Regions from separate parts of the Sus scrofa genome. Here all the other regions are linked to region 1. Evidence: chromatin contacts called from public HiChIP or PLAC-seq data. All regions are on one chromosome and are shown on one strand. The core of a region is the stretch at or near the end of the contact, and the rest is flanking DNA. Distances in the headings are between cores, read along the strand shown. Region 1 has its middle 39 kb from the start of ST5. Region 2 holds the start of RPL27A (60S ribosomal protein L27a). Region 3 overlaps ST5 (suppression of tumorigenicity 5 protein).

Region 1 (3,685 bases), core at 779-3,278:
CTTCGAGTGCCAGGACCGAGAGGCAGAGTGACCTCCCAGAGAGAGGGGGACCCTATGCTTCAAGTGCCAGGACTGAGAGGCAGAGTGACCTCCCAGAGAGAGGGGACCCTATGCTTCGAGTGCCAGGACAGAGAGGCAGAGTGACCTCCCTGAGAGAGGGGGACCCTATGCTTCGAGTGCCAGGACCGAGAGGCAGAGTGACCTCCCAGAGAGAGGGGGACCCTATGCTTCGAGTGCCAGGACCGAGAGGCAGAGTGACCTCCCAGAGAGAGGGGACCCTATGCTTCAAGTGCCAGGACAGAGAGGCAGAGTGACCTCCCTGAGAGAGGGGACCCTATGCTTCAAGTGCCAGGACTGAGAGGCAGAGTGACCTCCCTGAGAGAGGGGACCCTATGCTTCAAGTGCCAGGACTGAGAGGCAGAGTGACCTCCCAGAGAGAGGGGGACCCTATGCTTCGAGTGCCAGGACCTCAGTTCCGCAGAACCTGACTTGCTGCAGACTTTCCCAGGGGTGATTTCCTTTGCTCTCCCAACCGTCCTGTGACGGAGTTACTCTCATCACCTCCGTCTCACAGCCACACACCCAAAGGTACCCGAGGCCCAGGGCCTCCCCACGGCCCCCTGTCCCACAGGCAGGAGAACCCGGCCTGCCCATGTCCTATGCGCCAGTCCGCTATTCCCGCTGCTGCACGAAAGCAGGTTCACCTGCCAGCCCTCCTCACACGTGTGGGGGCAAGGACACTGGAGGAGCGGCCCCGCCACATCCACGGGAGTAGAGAAGACCCCAGATCCTGGATATGCGTTGCCTGCGAAGGGCCCGGTGACTCAGAGGCCCCCAAGCGAGCCCCAGCCTGTGGTGCCCGCACCCCCAGCCAAACAGAGGCTTCGACCAGGCGGAGGGGCCGCGGAGTGCAGTGCAAGGGCCTGGCTTTCGAAGGGGCCCATCTGAGGCCCAGGGCCACTGGGTTCACCCTGTGGAGCCTCAGGCCACATGCGGGCAGCCCGGCTGGGGACATGGCCAGTGCTTTCATTGGCAAGCTGACCCAAAGTTCATCAGAAGCCCCCTCCTTGTTTGCCAGAGTACAAAAGACATTCTGTTCAGAAAGTTCAAGAAGAAAACCGAAGAGCCAGGACAGCAGCTGTTCCCTCATCCCACAGAGAAACCAGAGGTACCCACCAGGCTTCCTGAGGCCCGGGAGGAAGGTCAGCGACAACACGGCTGAGGCGGAGGCACCTCCCTGACGCGCTGCAGGAGTGTCTCCCGCGGCCTTCCTCCGGCCAGCATTGCGGCTGATAAACCTGAAGGTTCTAGAGTGGCCGGCGCCCCATCGCCTGCAAGGCGCTTTCTGGGCCGTCTCCTCTCTGAGGCCACCCGAGGGCACCACCCACCAGGTCACAACAGGTGCTATCAAAACGCCGTGCAGAGAAGGGACAAGGTTAAATCACCAGCCAGGAATCCATTCGGCACAAGCTCAGCACCTCACGCGTCTTGGCAGCCGCTCACTCTGCCATCCGGCTCAGACACCTCTCTGCAGGCCACCGCCCCCCCCCACGCATCTTTCAGCAAAGCCGAGGGCTTCACCAGTCAAGGGGGACAGCATGCTTCTCTCCAGGCTCCCTGGGAGGGAGCGCGGCCGGCTCAGACCTCGCTGGGACAGCCCCTCTCCTGCGGACTCCGCTGCCGCCGGAGCCCTGGAACGCACCACCGGCTCCCAGCTGAGTTAATTCGCTTTTCTTTCTTTCTCTCTCTTTTTTTTTTTATTAGGTCAGACATAGCAGCACCAAGAGACAAAACAGGCAGTGTTCACTGGAACAAACCAAGCCACTCAAAAGACACTGGAATTTCCTTGTACAAACTACAAACACAATGAGGAGTGATGAGAACTCATTTTTTCCCTGCATAAAGGACTCTTCCTGTGCTAAACAAAAGTCAGACGATGATTTCCCAGAGTGGAGTCCCCACACCGCAGGTTCAGCACCAGTGAGCTCAGCAGGATTTGCAAAGTCAAGCGAGCTGGCTCTTTGCCTCCCCCTCCAGCTAAGAGACTCCGACCGCTGGAGCCCGACGCCCGGCGCGGAGCTCGGGGCCGGGGCAGGGACACTCGGAGCTCTCGGGACGCCCGGCGCGGGGCTCGGGGCCCGGGCCCGGGCCCGAGCAGGGACGCTCGGAGCTCTCGGGGCGGGAGCAGGGACGCTCGCCGGCCTCCCAGGAAACAGCCGGCGGCCAGGGAAGGAGGAGAGAAGGGCCGGCGCCCGGGCCCAGCTTACCTGAGAGTCCCGGCGCTTTCCGGTCCACTCCATCCTCACACCCCGTCTGCCAGCGAGCCCCGGGCCCCCAAATCCCCTCACTCGGCTCGGAACCTGCGGAGGGCGGCCCGCAGCTCCTTCCGCTGACCTTCCCGGCTCCTTCCAGCCAGGCGAGCGGGGCTGCGGGCCGGCCGGGCCGGTCGTCATGGAGACGCGCCCCGCCCGCCGGCCCCCCTCCCTCCCGCTCCCTCCGCCTCTTCCCGCCTCCGCCCTGCCCGCTCCCCCTCCCTCCCTCTCCTCCGCCTCCTCCGCCTCCACCTCCCCCTTCCTCCCCTGCTCCCCCCATCTCCCTCCTCCCTCCCTCCCTCCCTCCGTTGGGAGGCTTGCAGGGTGCAGCACAGTCTTTCGCTCCCTGGGTCTCCGCAGACATTCCACTCCTCCTGCCTCCCTGCCCGTCAAGCAAGGGCTCCGGGCTGCCCCCGGGAACCGGCTTCAGCAGCCCAGGGGGAGACGGGAAAGGACAGCGAGTGGATTTGTCTTGCTCCCCCCAGGGCCTCAGTTTTTGTAACTTGAAGAGTCCCGGCCGCCGGGAGGGAGCGAGCGGGCGCACCTGGAGGGGAGCAAGCCCTTCGCCTGGGTCCTGGGGCGCGGGGAGGACCCAGAGGCACTGCCTTGACTTGTCTGTGCACTTGGGGTTTTCCGGCGGCCGCTGAGGCGGAAATGCACTCACGCCCCAGGAGCCGCCTGGACTGGCCGCTCTGCTTACCTTGCTGCTGCCCAGGTCCCGGCGATGGCTTTAACCAGCGCAGGGCCTCATGGTACTACTGCTGGTGCCAGAGCCGTCTCTCATCTTCCTGCAGTGAGAGGAAAGGCACTAGGTAAGGGCCAGAAGAATCCTGGCCCAGCCCAAAGTCACAGCCTGAGCAACAGCTGTGATGCAGACACAGCCTAACGCCCAGGCTTTCTGGGAGCTGCTGCCACAGCCACAAGGAATATCAGTCCTTTCAGGAGTGCGCACAGAGCCTGGGACACAGCAGGCCCTACTGCCTCCCCAGCCCAGCCCATACCCCCGTATATTTCTGCTTTGTGATATTCTTTTATGTGCACTTTTATTTTTTTTCGGGCTGCCCCCACTGCATATGGGAGGTCCCAGGCTAGGGGTCAAATTGGAGCTACAGCTGCCAGCCTACACTACAGCCGCAGCCACACAGGATCTGAGCTCCGTCTGCAACCTACACCACAGCTCATGGCAACGCCAGATCCTTAATCCACTTTGCGAGGCCAGGGATCGAAACCGAATCCTCATGGATATTAGTCAGTTCGTTACCACTGAGCCACACTGAGAACTCCTATATGCACTATTTTATTCGATCCTGAAATCCTTTTAAAGTATACTGGATAGATATATGACCATTTTATGGATGGGAAAACTGAGGCTT
Region 2 (3,685 bases), core at 658-3,157, 98 kb before region 1:
ACAGGCACACCCTCTACTTCAGAAGAGGTGTCACTGAGAGCGCGGCCCTCGGAGGTGCCGTCCAGGACCACAGCAGGCAGGACGGGTCACCCGGAGCCTCACGGCGGCCCCTGCTCGCCTCTGCAGAGGGAGGACCCGCTTCGCTTGCTCGCCCGCCCGCTCAGAGCCGCTGACGGCGGGAAGCCGACCGCCCCGACCAGGCCCACGGAGCCTCGCTCCCAGCCACGTGGCTGCCCAGTGAAGCAGAGGGGCTGCGCGGAAAGCCGGGGCAGAGAGCCGTCCAGGGCGCTTCCCTGGCCCGAGGTCAAGCCGCCGAGGAGACGAAGGTCAAGCGAGCCCAGAACCCGACGCGGGGCGCTGGTCGGCAGAGGACGGGCCCGCGCGCCGAGAAGCCAGCCGGCCGACGCCCCTGCGGCAGAGCCCCGGCCCCCGGCCCCTGCAGCCCTGGTCCTGGCTGCAGCCCCTCCGTGCTGGACACCGGGGGTGACCTTTCCTTGCCCACGCTCTGCCCGGCTCACCTCCTCGGGGCCGTGTCCAGGGAGCTCCGCTCACCGCTCGCGCACGCACGGGCCGCTCCTGATGCCGGATGGAGGGTGACCTCTTCTCAGGCCTTGCCCCCGACGCCCCAGGCCCCTCTTTCTGCTGGCGACAGGCAGCATGGGACGAAGGGCTCCAGGCCCGATGAAGGCCCCAGCACTGTGAGGTCAGAGGGCGTGTGGTCACTGAGGAAAGGGCAGGAGACCTGGAGGGACAGAGACCAGGCCCGGCTCTGTCTCAGCAGCCCTGGCGCCTGGCAGCCAGGCAACCTGCTGGGCCTCGGTGCCCTGCACCCGGGGCTGGGGGTGCGGACCCCTGAGGCACATGCACTCTGGAAACTGCAGCCTGTGTTCGGCTATTATAGCTGGGCACTGGGAGGGGATAAGGTGGGTCTCTGAAGAAGGAGAGGAAGCTTCAGGACCTCCGGTCAGGAGGGGGAGTATAGCTGGCATGAGAAACAGGACCTCACAGGAGGAAGGGCAGCAGGGATGGCTCAAGTTTGGCTGCAGTAGAAAACCTGTGTCGGAAAGTGGAGGGGAGTCTGCGCTGTTCTCTGGGGCCAGCTGGGGCTCCTGAACTTGTTGATGAAGTAAGTGAAAGCATGAGAGTCGTGGCTGGGGAAGATGAACCTGGCAGAGGCGTGAAGGACGGAGGGGCTGGAGGGGGGAGTGCAGGCAGGGTGATCACAGGAGGGCGCTGAACCCCAGAGAAGCGATGTGAGAAGGGCCTTCACGAAGGAGTGCCAGGAGGGCTAAAAAAGGACTTGGTGACAGCGTGTCAGAGAAAAGGATGCTCAGGATAATTTTTTCCGTCTCCCTGACATCCCTCGGAATGTCGGAGGGAAACTAGCCCGTAATTAAGTGAATACGACTGTGGAGTCAGCAACACAGATGAAGACGGAAGCCACCCAAGATGAGCTCGCCGGAGAGACGGCATCCTACGAAACCTTAACAGGGGCAAGCACAGACGGCTGAAGAATACCAACAGTTAAACGGTGGACAAAGGCAGAAGAACCTGAAAGGAAGACTGGTAGGAAGAATGCAAGAGGTGCTCTAGAAAAAGAAGTCAAATGGGTTAAGACAGAGTACAAGTGCTATGGAGAAGAGTCCATGCAGTTTGGAGTTTGGTTAATTGATGACTTTGGTAGGAGCACTTTAATTACAATAATGGGACTGAGGGCTAGACTGTGATGGATTAAAGGATGAACAGGAAACTAGCAAATGCACAGGATTTGTTGACTGCTCTTTGGGTGAACTTGGCTGAAAAGGAAGGAGCAAGGGTAGGAAAGAGAGACAGGGAGAATTTAGGATATTTTAGCTAAGCAGTATTTTAGCTTTACAGAACATGGCACAGAAACCACACACACACACACAGACTAACTGATGGACTGTGATCCTGAACACTGGTTGAGACTTAACACGGGAAGGGTGCCCCCTCCACTTTAGTTAACGATCATTTGTTGAACATGTACTACATGCCGGGAGCTGGGAGTACATGGATAAAAAGAAAATAATCCTCCAGTCTTTGAGGAGTTTGGTCCAGCAGGAAAGACAAACGCAGATCAAGATTCTCTAAGAGCCACGCCCTAGATTTTTGAGGAGGCCCAGTGGGGGCATGTGAGCAACCGTGACCGGATGGGTCAGTTTTCCAAGAGGGGACGCTCACTTTGGGTCCAGACTGAGCGGGGGTTCTCTGTCCAGAAGAGGAGGGGCTCACAGGCGCGCCCAGTAGGTGCCAGTGAAAATTACAAGAGAGCGGCGGAAAATCTACAGGGTCTGGAGAGTACAGGACCTTAACGCGAGCAAGCGCAGAGGTCCCTGAACTGAGGCTGTTCAAAGCGAGGACAAGGCCAGGACCAGGCACAAGGGCGAAGGAGCGAGGAAGACCGAGAGCGTGGGCGCGCAGGCCCGGGAAGGTGGGCGAGACATCAAAAACGGAGCCTAAAAGGACCAGAGCGAGGCTAACGAACCCGACTGGCGTCCGTGAGGACGCGGGTTCGGCCCTGGGCCCGCTCAGCGGGTTAAAGGCCGGCCTTGCTGCGGCCGTGGTGCAGGCTGGCGGCCACAGCTCCGACTACCCCTGACCTGGGACGCTCCATACGCCGCGGGGTGAGGACCCGGTGGGCACCGAAGGCCAAAAGTGGCTCCTCACGCGGCCAGGGGACAAGCCAAGCGGCCGCTACGCCCGGCCCGAGCCAGCCACCAAAACCAGAGCGAGACCCGCGGGACTGCTCAGGGCTGCGGCGGTCGGCGGGGAGCTGAGACCGGCGGCCCCGGCGGCTTTCCCGCCCGCGGCGCGCACCGCAGCCCTCAAGCCCCGCCCCCGGCGGCAGAGCTCAGCCTGCGAGCGCCAGCGCACTCACTGCACCGCGCAGGGCTCCCGGCCCCGCCGCCGCCCCCGGAACAGCTCTGCGATGGCGAGCTCAACCCCCGGATGCGAAAACGGCAAGACCTGTAATCGCGCGAGATCCGCGCCCTCGCAGGCCCCGCCCCCCGAGCCGGAAGTGAGGCGTGGGCTCCGCCCCTGGGCCCGATAGCTCGCGAGACTTTGCCGAGGCCTTCCTCTTGCGTCGCGGCCGCCGACATGGTAGGTGATTGTCCTGGTCCGCCCGTGTGGTTGCTACCCTAGGCCGCGAGCTTTGCTCACCTGCTCCCCCAGCCACCTGCTCCCGCCTTTGGCCTCATCCTCCAGGCCGCTCACGTCCGGCCGCCGGCCGGGGCGGCCGGGACGGGGCGGGGAGCCTGGGGCCGCGTGTTCTTCCCGGAGTCCGGATTCCTGAGACACGCGGACCCGGGCGCCTCCCTGATGAGAACCAGGCGGTGATCAGCCTGGTTCAGCTTCGCTGAAGGCGCCGCAGAGCAGACCCCCGCCCCAGCCCCTTCCCAGGCTGGCAAGCGTGGCCCCCGCCCCACCTCCCAGGGCCTCACCCCGGGCACCTTTTCCCACACAGCCGTCCAGACTAAGGAAGACCCGGAAACTCCGCGGCCACGTGAGCCACGGCCACGGCCGCATCGGTAAGTGCCGGTTTCCCGTCCTGGCCGGCCTCGGGCTGTCCCCGGCAGATGAGCTTAGAGAGGTGGGTGAAGCTTTGTGCGGTGGAGCCCGTCGAACTTGATCGTTAGCCGTTGGCCTTTTCTCTGAAAACCCT
Region 3 (3,685 bases), core at 719-3,218, 72 kb before region 1:
AGTGCCGTTTCCACCCACCCCAGGGCTCCGCGCACGTCCTGGGACCAGGCTTTCCCTAACACCTCGCTGAGAGCCACCTGCCGGCCTGGCCCTGCCCAGCCCCAGCTGCCCTGTCCGGGAAGCCCACCTTGGGGATGCGGCGGGCGCGGCGGCTGGAGAGCAGCTCGCTTGTGGTGCTGAGGCTGTCCTCGTTGAGGCTGGACGGCGAGGATGGCAGGCTCAGCTGAGCCAGCAGCAGCATGTCGTCGTGGCTGTGCCTCTTGGGCAGTCGTGGCAGCCGGTGGCTCTTCCTTTCCGACCAGTTCCCACTGCGCAGGGACTGGCTGCCAGGTTTCAGGGAGAGCTGCGGGGGGGAGGGGACCAGGGACTCAGCACGAGGCCTGGGCCGCACCTGTCTGCCCGGCCCGGACACAGACGTCACAGGCCAGCCCCCCGACTGCCCCCAGTCCCTCCCAGGCATCTCCATCGACCAGGGGGTCCTCCTTGAAGACCCGTGGCTCCTCGGCAGGTCGGGCCTGGGTTAGACACTTGCTGCCATGAAGGAAGCTCAACTGGTTCTGCTGGAGAAGAGACAGCAGAGCAACTGAGCTGTCATCTGAGTGAAAAGAAGGCCCAGCAAGACGTCTGGGGGTTCCTTCTGAGCTCTGGGACAAGGCCTATAGACCCTGCTCATTTCAAGTGTGGCCGATGGAATCTGTCTTCCCAAAAGGCTTCTCTGCTGAGGCCAGAGACCGTGTGCTGGCCCAGCCCTGCTCACTGCTTCTGGGGGACATGGGGCTCCAGGCCCTGACGCCAAAGCGGCCTCAGAGCCAGCAGCCCCTCAGCTCTGCAGTCCTGGGCTGCTCCCGCCCCACCCCTGATCCATTTTCTGCTCCCTCTGCCTACAATGATGGCACAGGACTCTCAGCGGACTCTGCTCCTGCTAGAAAGGCAGCACCCTGCAGACCGGCGTGCCTGCCACCTGCCGTCCTGACCTGGCCTTGCTCTCCTCACCTGCCAGGGTGCCTCCTTCCTCTCCAGCCCCATTTCTGCCTCCCACCCAATCAGCCTGCAAGAACAAATTCCACGGACGCGTGTTCAAACACAACACATCAGAAAGGTAAATCTATTATAAAAACAATCAGGAGTTCCTATCGTGGCTCAGCGGTAACGAACCCGGCTAGGATCCATGAGGATGCAGGTTCGGTCCCTGGCCTTGCTCAGTGGATTAAGGATCTGGCACTGCCCTGAACTGCGGTGTAGGTCGCAGATGCAGCTCAGATTTGGCGTTGCTGTGGCTGTAGTGTAGGCCGGCAGCTGTAGCTCTGATTCAGCCCCTAGCCTGGGAACCTCCACGTGCCACAAGTGTGGCCCTATAAAGACGAAAAAAAAAAAAAATACACATCATTTCAAAGCCAAAAGAATTAATTTTTATATTCTCTCGCCAGTGCTATAAAATGTCCAGGAGAACCGGGGTTGCCTGCACAGTCCCAAAAGGCTGTCCATTCTGCCGCCTCCCGTCGACCACGGACGAGACCAGAAGGAGCTCACGTGGAAGAGCCTCCTTCGACTCAGCACCTTGCTCTCACTCTGCCTCTGTCACTTCTCTCCTCGGAGAGTCACCTCCTCAGCCATTTATCCAATGCGAGTGGCTCCAAATCCCGTCCTGACACCTGTCTAGTTCTCCAAATCTCAGTCTTGGGCCAATGCCTGGCCCCCAAGTGCCAGCGCTGGGATGGGTTCTGCCACAGCTACGCCAGGCCTGTGTTCCGCCCCCACGAACAGGGAGGAGGGGCCGTGACTGCACGAGACACCACCCCCCGGTGCTGCGGCGCAGAGCCAAGCAGTGAAGGGCAGGAGGGGGCAGGCCGGCCCTCGGGGCGCGCCTCCACTGTCCACAGGGACGCACAAGGCGGAGGTCTCCTCGGACAGCGCTCCCTCCTGACGTCACCGCCGTTGCCGGGCACCAGTGGGCGGAGCCCGGATGAGGCCCCGCCCCGCCCCGCCCCCCGCGGAGCCCACGGCCGGCCGCAGGCAGGGCTGCCGTTACCTGAGCGGCCGGGTTGTTGTACTTGCGGTCCTGCGGGCTCCACATCCTGTGCAAAGAGTCCAGGGAGGTCTCCGACAGCGGCTGGGGTTTTCGGCCTGCCCTTCGGCTCTTCAAGTCCACATCCTCATACGGATTCTCCTTGGGCAGATCCCCTGCAGAGGCGGAAGAAGTGAGGGACGGGAAGGAGGAGACACACACACACACAAACAAGCTGCATTCCTGGGAGCCAGAGAGCGCGCGGCTTCTGCCTGGCCCTTCAGCTCATGAGTCACGCAGCTGCCCGTCTGCAGTGAGGAGGCTACAAACAGATCCTGGCTCCGCGTCCAGAGGCTGAACCCCCACCCCCGGTCCAGCTCCGCCATGTCCGGCCTCTGCTTTATAAATTCAAGGATTGCACAAGACTGGCTCAGCCACCCGTGCCTGTGCCCAGCCGGGGACAAAGCCAACACCAGGCATCTTTCCCCTGGCTCCAGCCCCTCTGCTGCAAAGGGCCCAGAGCCACACACAGTTCAATGGAAGACAGGCGTTCAGAGGCCACACGGCTGTCCCTGCACCCACGGCTCCCCGAGGAGCACTTCCGGGGGTGGGCGTGGAGGGACTCTGGGGACTCCAGGGGGCTGGGCTTTGCCAGGCCTCCAGCTCGCCTGCGCTCGGCTCCCCAGCTCCCTCAGGACGGGCCTCCTGTCTGGTCCGCTGAGATGACGCTGCACCAGAGCAGTGACAGGTGCGTCGTGCGTGCCCAGTGTTATTTGTTCAGTGAACTGCTCTGTCCCCCCTGCCCCCCATGGACCTCAGCAAAGACAGGATGGTCATCGGTCCCCTTTTGGAATCAAGTCTCCTACTGTGACACAGAGGAGACAAGAGGCCTGAAAGACGTGTGGGCTCAGGGGGTGGGGTGGGGGGTCCTTGCTTCTCTGGGCACTCACTTCTGAAATCCCAGCAGCAGGCATGGCACTGGCACTACCAGGAAGTCACAGAAGGTCCCGAGCACAGTCCCTGCCCTTGAGGACCGAGCCCCTCCCCCCAGCATGTGCCCGGGCTTCTCTGAAACACAACAGTGGCCTGGGGGAGGCTAGGCCTGGCCAGTCATGCAGCAGAATCACTGGAGTGACACGCTGACAGGACCAGGAGCGAGTGCTGCCCCTACCCTGCGTGTCCCACCCCCTCCCTGCCAGCACCGCTACTGAGGACAGAGGTGCCAGCAGCGCACTCCCACCTCTCCGGGCAGCAGGCCTCAGCCTGGGCCACCCCCAGCCCCCAGCGGCCTGCCCGGCCGTGGCTCCCACCCAGAGGTTCAGACGCCGCTTCTCAGGGAGCCACAGGACTGGACAAAAGGCCCCTGGCATCCAAGCTTTCCCAGGACGGGGACGCGGGGGAAACCATCCTTCTGCGCTTTCCGATTTCTCAACCTACAAACCGAGCTCCACCCCGCCGCCAACTGTGGTATCTACTTATTACTACCGTGAAAAACCACAACGAGTTTAGGAAATGCCTTTATGGGGGCAGGGGCTGCGAAGGGCCCGCTGGGTCACAGCTAATGACGCTGCTTGGGAGCCACGCCATCTCTGTGAACTGAGTCAAAGGTGGGTCAGGAAAGGATTTGGGGCTGGATTAGGGGCCCCCACACGGAGCAGAGTCCTCGGCCACTCCCCGACA

Evidence for each region. HiChIP or PLAC-seq counts read pairs in DNA pulled down with a chosen protein or histone mark.
Region 2: a contact with region 1 is called in an H3K27ac HiChIP or PLAC-seq map of skeletal muscle. The contact joins the promoter of RPL27A here to the enhancer-like site in region 1. A contact is called at or near these places in 1 of 5 promoter capture datasets (liver), 9 of 47 Hi-C or Micro-C datasets (alveolar macrophages, brain, embryonic fibroblasts and 4 more) and 1 of 2 datasets of contacts at active chromatin or transcription factors (skeletal muscle).
Region 3: a contact with region 1 is called in an H3K27ac HiChIP or PLAC-seq map of skeletal muscle. The contact joins two enhancer-like sites. A contact is called at or near these places in 6 of 47 Hi-C or Micro-C datasets (embryonic fibroblasts, epiblast stem cells, liver and 1 more) and 1 of 2 datasets of contacts at active chromatin or transcription factors (skeletal muscle).

Annotation. Positions count from the first base shown.
Region 1 is chr9:612,479-616,163 of Sscrofa11.1, reverse strand. No RefSeq gene overlaps it. Among named protein-coding and RNA genes, the nearest start is that of ST5, 39 kb to the left of the region's middle. Within about 2 kb of position 2,028, at least 55 of the 83 cell types and tissues checked have an H3K27ac peak or open chromatin away from gene starts, as enhancers often do. A contact at or near this core is called in brain, embryonic fibroblasts, epiblast stem cells and 4 more, where this site is marked.
Region 2 is chr9:710,632-714,316 of Sscrofa11.1, reverse strand. RPL27A (60S ribosomal protein L27a) reads left to right here and starts at 1,907. Exons shown (of 5, transcript XM_003482496.4): 1 at 1,907-3,123; 2 at 3,488-3,551. The coding sequence starts at 3,121. TRIM66 (tripartite motif-containing protein 66) reads right to left here and starts at 2,746. Exons shown (of 23, transcript XM_021062260.1): 1 at 2,622-2,746; 2 at 519-742. The coding sequence starts at 2,635.
Region 3 is chr9:683,919-687,603 of Sscrofa11.1, reverse strand. It overlaps ST5 (suppression of tumorigenicity 5 protein), which reads right to left. Exons shown (of 21, transcript XM_021062259.1): 6 at 2,030-2,181; 7 at 128-343. Among named protein-coding and RNA genes, the nearest start is that of TRIM66, 26 kb to the left of the region's middle. Within about 2 kb of position 1,968, at least 50 of the 83 cell types and tissues checked have an H3K27ac peak or open chromatin away from gene starts, as enhancers often do. A contact at or near this core is called in embryonic fibroblasts, epiblast stem cells, liver and 1 more, where this site is marked.